Regions from separate parts of the Macaca mulatta genome. Here region 1 is linked to region 2. A link is a contact called in public Hi-C data. All regions are on one chromosome and are shown on one strand. Each heading gives the region's core, a stretch centred on a gene start, on an enhancer-like site or on the middle of the called end of the contact. The rest is flanking DNA. Distances are from core to core; before and after follow the strand shown. Region 1 holds the start of RBM15 (RNA binding motif protein 15). Region 2 holds the start of LAMTOR5 (late endosomal/lysosomal adaptor, MAPK and MTOR activator 5).

The links. Hi-C and Micro-C count contacts between places; a contact is called where the count stands out from the background.
Region 1: a Hi-C map of liver shows a contact between it and region 2, with 3 times the contacts expected there. The contact joins the promoter of RBM15 here to the promoter of LAMTOR5 in region 2. A contact is called at or near these places in 3 of 14 Hi-C or Micro-C datasets (CD4 T cells, cortical neurons and liver).

The regions. Positions count from the first base shown.
Region 1 is chr1:129,855,699-129,858,398 of T2T-MMU8v2.0, forward strand. RBM15 (RNA binding motif protein 15) reads right to left here and starts at 1,288. Exons shown (of 2, transcript XM_001100087.5): 1 at 1-1,288. The coding sequence starts at 411.
Region 2 is chr1:129,788,355-129,791,054 of T2T-MMU8v2.0, forward strand. It overlaps LAMTOR5 (late endosomal/lysosomal adaptor, MAPK and MTOR activator 5), which reads left to right and starts at 1,311. Exons shown (of 4, transcript XM_001101104.5): 1 at 1,311-1,682. The coding sequence starts at 1,414. LOC144332103 (a long non-coding RNA gene) reads right to left here and starts at 1,457. Exons shown (of 3, transcript XR_013399863.1): 1 at 1,324-1,457.

The sequences.
Region 1 (2,700 bases), core at 38-2,537, 67 kb after region 2:
CCCGCCCGAAGAATTTTTGGTGCTCGGGGAGCTATAACTATGCAAGCGGCTACTGGAGCTGCCCCCACCGGTGTCATACTCGCGGCTGCCACCTCGACTGCTGGACTTGTCCAGGTGGAGACTCCGCCGCGACCCGCCGCCGCTATCGGTCTTTCCGCTGCTGCTCCCATTGCTGCCACCAGAGCCCCCTAACTTCTTGCTCCGCTCTCCGCGGGAAGTCGAGTCCTCACCACCACGGGAGCGTTTGGCCTTGACTGGCGAGCGCTCTTTTCCCTTCATTGTTGCGGGTCCTCGGAGGTCGTCTCCGCGGAGCTGATCAACCCGCCGCCCCGCGCTCGTTTCACACAGCGGAACCGCACGCCGCCATCTTGGACTCCGCCGCGGCACAGGGTCCCGCCCCGCAGTCCTCATTGGCCAATTAGCTCTCTCTTCTACAGTCTCATTGGGAAAATTATTTGTCTATCTTTACATCTCCCCGCGCTCCAGGAAGGCGCCCGCCCAACCACTGTTATTGGGTTCCCAACCCCCTAGTCAGAGTACCTCATTGGTTACATTTGTTGTCTATCTTAACGGTTCCTCGCGCCAGGCTGTAGCTCCGCCCCTCGCACTCTGCGGTCACGTGACCCAAAGTGTAGCTGTGTTGATTGGACAAAAAGTCTGCCCTGTAACGGTACTTCTTGCTCAGTGAAAGCAGCAACCCCGCCTCCTCATCCCTTTCATTGGCTTATAAACCCGTCCTTTAAACCACTATTTGGGAGGTGGGGCCAAGTTTCGGCGTTTTTTCGAGAGGCAGGCTCACAGCGATATCGCGAGAGACGGTGAGCTCCCTCTTTCGACCCCCTTTTTCCAACTCCTCCGGCGGCTAAAAGAAGTTTAAATCTGATTGGATGTCTGCAAGGAAGTTGATAGGCTGAAGTAACTGTCCATCACTCGCTTAAAGGGGTAGGCCCATATAACGGAGGAGGCTGACTGAAGGTGAAAGACTAGAACACGTGCTTGCTATGCGACGTCACTTAGATGTCGCGAGAGGGTGACTGTGCGCCAGCCCCGCCTCCCCGCGTTTTTGGCGTTCTCCCCACAAACATTTGTTAAGTTCCGTGGGGTATTTGGCTGTGCTTCGGCCCTTGGAGTTCGAAACTTCTGAGCTCCCCGCCGTCCTACCTGTGCCGGCCAAGGGGCGGGGCAGACTCTCCGGCTGTCGGGGCCCTCCAGTCCCTTAGGAAGCCGTCCTGGGACGCCTAGCGGACACCATCTTATGTCGCTGTGGTAGCTGAGTGTACAGCCGGGGGAAGCCCCGCCCCCCGCGCGCGGGATAGCGATGCCCGCGGTCACCTGGGCCCGCGGGGCAGGGAGTTCACGGTTCCTGCAGCCCCGGGTCACGCTGACGCCCCGGGGCGGTGCTAACACGTAACACGCGGGACCTCGAGAGCTAAGTAAGGTGGCTGAGACGCAGCCCTAGCCCAGGAGCTTGTCTCCCCCCGGCGCTCCCCGTTGCCGCCCAAGTACTCTGGGCAACCGAGGGGAGTGACCGTCGATCCCCGCCTCGTGGCCCGCGGGCGGAGCCGGAACTGTCAGGACACCGCGGACGTGTCTTTGGGCTGCCTGTTTTATGTTGCGAATCTGTGTGGATTTTTAAATCCGGTATTCCCGTAAAATAGCAATGTTTGTTTTTAATATGTAATGCTTCTTCCCTGAAAATCATCGAGCGAAATTTAGGCTCCATGCAGATATGTCGCTTTTTATTCCCCCTGTGGCTTCTTGTATTCCTTGGCACTCCTCTTTTTGTGTGTTAAAAGCCAGCAGCACAGGCACCTTGTGGCCGCTCCGGATCCACTTCGTTTGGCTCCTTCTGTCGTTCGCCTTACAACTTTAATTTCCATAGAGCGTTACTGTGGCGGACAGAGCACCTGTGAGAGGTGCAGGCGATGCCGAGCTTAGGGGGATATGGCCTGTGCCCCAGCACTCGCCGGTTGCTGCAGGGACGCAGCGCTGAGGTCACCACATCCTTTAGACCGTCTGCAGCTCTCCCGGGTATGCGCCGGGGCGGAGGTTATATTGATCCCGTCCTCAACCCTATTTCCCAAGATCCAATCTATAGTAGAGGTGTGAGGTGTTTTTAAACATGACATTTTTCAGGATAACAATAATGTCCCAAAAGCTGAAACCTAAACTTGAAAACTGTTAATATTAGGAACTGTAACCTAAATTTAGCCTTGGCTGAGCCATCCTTCTTTTTGTAAATAATCCTGAGGAATATGAAGCTGTAGGCCTTTTATCTCTTGAATAAATCAAAGAAACTTGAAGGAAGAAGCTCAATTGTAAAGCATAAAAATCCACAATATTGTAATGTGTAGACATATTCATTGTATTAAAATAGGAAATAAAACTTCAGAAGGCATAAAATAACGTGTATAATACGCTACCATTTGTGGTTTTAAAAATATTTGTATTTTATGAGTATGTACATTTAAAAATATTTTCGTGGAAACTTTCTTGACAACTACGTGGGAAATTGTTCCTAGGATTGCCCTGAGGAGGGGTGTAAGGATCTGGAGTCGGAGGGAGACTTCACTTTTCTTTGTAGAAATCTTTTGTTTCTACAAAGGGCGCGCTATTACTCCTTCAGTTTAGAAAATAACATTTTTAACTTTCCTTAAACTATTTTTATGGAAAAAGTTTAAAATACATAAAAGAATAAAG
Region 2 (2,700 bases), core at 61-2,560:
AAATTTTAAAACTGCACAAATATTTAGCTATGAGGATATTCAACCAGCACTGTAACAGCTAAAACAAAAAACAAACAAAAGCAAAAAAAAAAAAAAAAAAAAGTGTTAGTATAGAGGCTCACCTGCAATCTCAGCACTTTGGGAGGCCAAGGAGGGAGGGTCACTTGAGACTGGGCTACACACTGAGACCCCACCTCTACAAATTGTTTTTTTAACTAGCTAGGTGTGGTGGGGCGTCCCTGTAGTCCTAGCTTCTTGGGAGGCTGAGGTGGGAAGATCACTTGAACCTACGAGGCTGAGGCTGGACTAAGCCGTGATAGTGCCACTGCACTCCAACCTTAATCCACAATTAAGATACAGCTATAAAATGGAATATTTTGCAACAATTACAAAGGATGTAAGTGAAAACTTGACATGGAAAGACATTTATTCTAAACTCTGTAAAGAAGGCCAGCTACAGAATTGTACCTCCAGTATGTATGTCAATTTTGCTTACAAAAGAAAAAAAAAACATGCTGGGCGTGGTGACTCAGCCTGCAATCACATTTTGGGAGGCTAGAGTGTGAGGACTATTGAGGCAAGGAGTTTAAGACCAGCCCGGACAACACAGCGAGACCCCCATCTCTACAAAAAAATGTAAAAATTAGCCAGGCATGATGACTCGAGGCTGTGGTCCTAGCCAGTTGAGAGGCTGAGAGGGGAGGATAGCTTGAACCTAGGACGTCGAGGTTGTAATGAGCTATAACTGTTCTACTGCACTACAGCCTGGGTGACAGCACAAGACCCTGTGCCCCCCAAAAAATTTTTTTTAAAGGCAAACGAAAAAACATTAAAAGTACACATTTGCAAAGACAACTATCTGGAAGGATATTCTCCAAGGGGTTAAAAGTCATCTGTGGACAGTGGGGCCATAGGTGTTTTCCTTTATTTTCACCAGCTTTATAATTAATTTTTTAAAGTTATTTTTAAATAGTCCTACCCAGTCTTCCTTACAAGTTAGGACCCAAATGCCACTCTCTTCCCCTAAACTGTCCGGAGTCCCCTCACCATAATAAGCACCAATGTCTTCGTTAAAATCCCGACACTTTGCCAACACTCAGCTGGGGAGTTGAACCTTGCTCCATCTGGTCCTTTAGTCCCTGTGTGCGTCCTTCCCCCTACGAGCCTACTGAGCCCCTCCCAGAGGTCCCGTGTCTTCCCCGTACTTGCCCCACAGGCTAGATCAGACCCTGTCTGACCCCTGGGTTATTGTAAAACTTTAAGATCTGTCCCCTAGGTCTCGGACTAGGTTGAAGTAGGGTCCAAAGGTTAAAAAACACTGACACAAAATGCCAGGCCACGAACTGAGATACTGAGGCCCGGCTGCAGACCTCTCTTCCTACAGGGGAATAATCCCTGCGGGACGGTTCCGCCATGGAGCCAGGAGCGGGTCACCGCGTCGGCAGCCCAAGCCTTCGCCGGGCTCTGTGCGGCGGAAGCGCAGTGATGTTTTCCAGTAAAGAACGCGGACGTTGCACCGTGATCAATTTTGTCCCTTTGGAGGCGCCGTTACGGCCCACGCCCCCCTCGCGTCAAGTGACTGAGGACTGTGCTGGAGAAGGACGTGTCGTGCCGCTGGGTTCTGGGTCAGGGTGGTCGGTGGATGGGATGGAGGCGACCTTGGAGCAGCACTTGGAAGACACGTGAGTAGTGCGCGCTTCTTCGGCCTGTTCTGAGGTCGCGGCGGAGGAACTTGAGCGGGACGAAAGGCGCGACCTGCGAGTGCCGGCCAGGGCGTCTCGGGGACGTGTCGCGACCCCTGGGACACGGGATGAGGGGACTAAGCCCTACCCAAGGGCCGCAGGGCGGGGCAGGTGACCCGGAATTAAAATCCTGCCGGGCAGCGCACATTCCCTCTTGAACGAGTCTCCTGGGCCCAGGCCACGGGCCAAAACTGCCTATCTCATTGTTGAAATCGTCTTTAGGGTCAGGGTTGTTCCGCACGAGTTTTAGGAAACGGGTTGACTTTTGGGAAGATTGTGCCGGTTGTGCAGAGTTGAGCCCTGCAGTGTAAACAGACGCGTATCTCCTTGTGTGTAACCTATCAGTTACTTGGTGCTTCAGTAGATAACAATCATCCTTCAAATTTTTCGAACGAGCAGTATCTATGTAAAATTCAAAACTGGAAAAGTATAAAGGGTACAGAGAGACACCTGCCTACCACCGATGTCCCTCAGCTTCCACTTACCCTCCAGGAGGTAACTTAAGAGTTTTTCAACGGCTGTTTTAAATGAGTTAGTACTAAAACATGCATTTTTTAACAAGAGTGAAAACATCCTAGATGTTTTTCACTCAGTGTTTGTGGCCCTGCAGAACTCAGCAGTACACATTTTTTTCTCTCATCAGAGAGAAACTGGTTTATTTAAATTAATTAATTAGAACTCTTTTCTTTTGTTTTCTTCTTTTCTTTTCTTTTTTTTTTTTTTTTTTTTTTTTTGAGACGGAATTTCGCTCTTGTTTCTCAGGCTGGAGCGCAATGGCATGATCTCGGCTCATCGCAACCTCCGCCTCTGGGGGTTTAAGCGATTATCCTGCCTCAGCCTCCCGAGTAGCTGAGATTATGGTCATGCGCCACCACGCCCGGCTAATTTTGTATTTTTAGTAGAGACGGGGGTTTCTCCATGTTGGTCAGGCTGGTCTTGAACTCCGACCTCAGGTGAT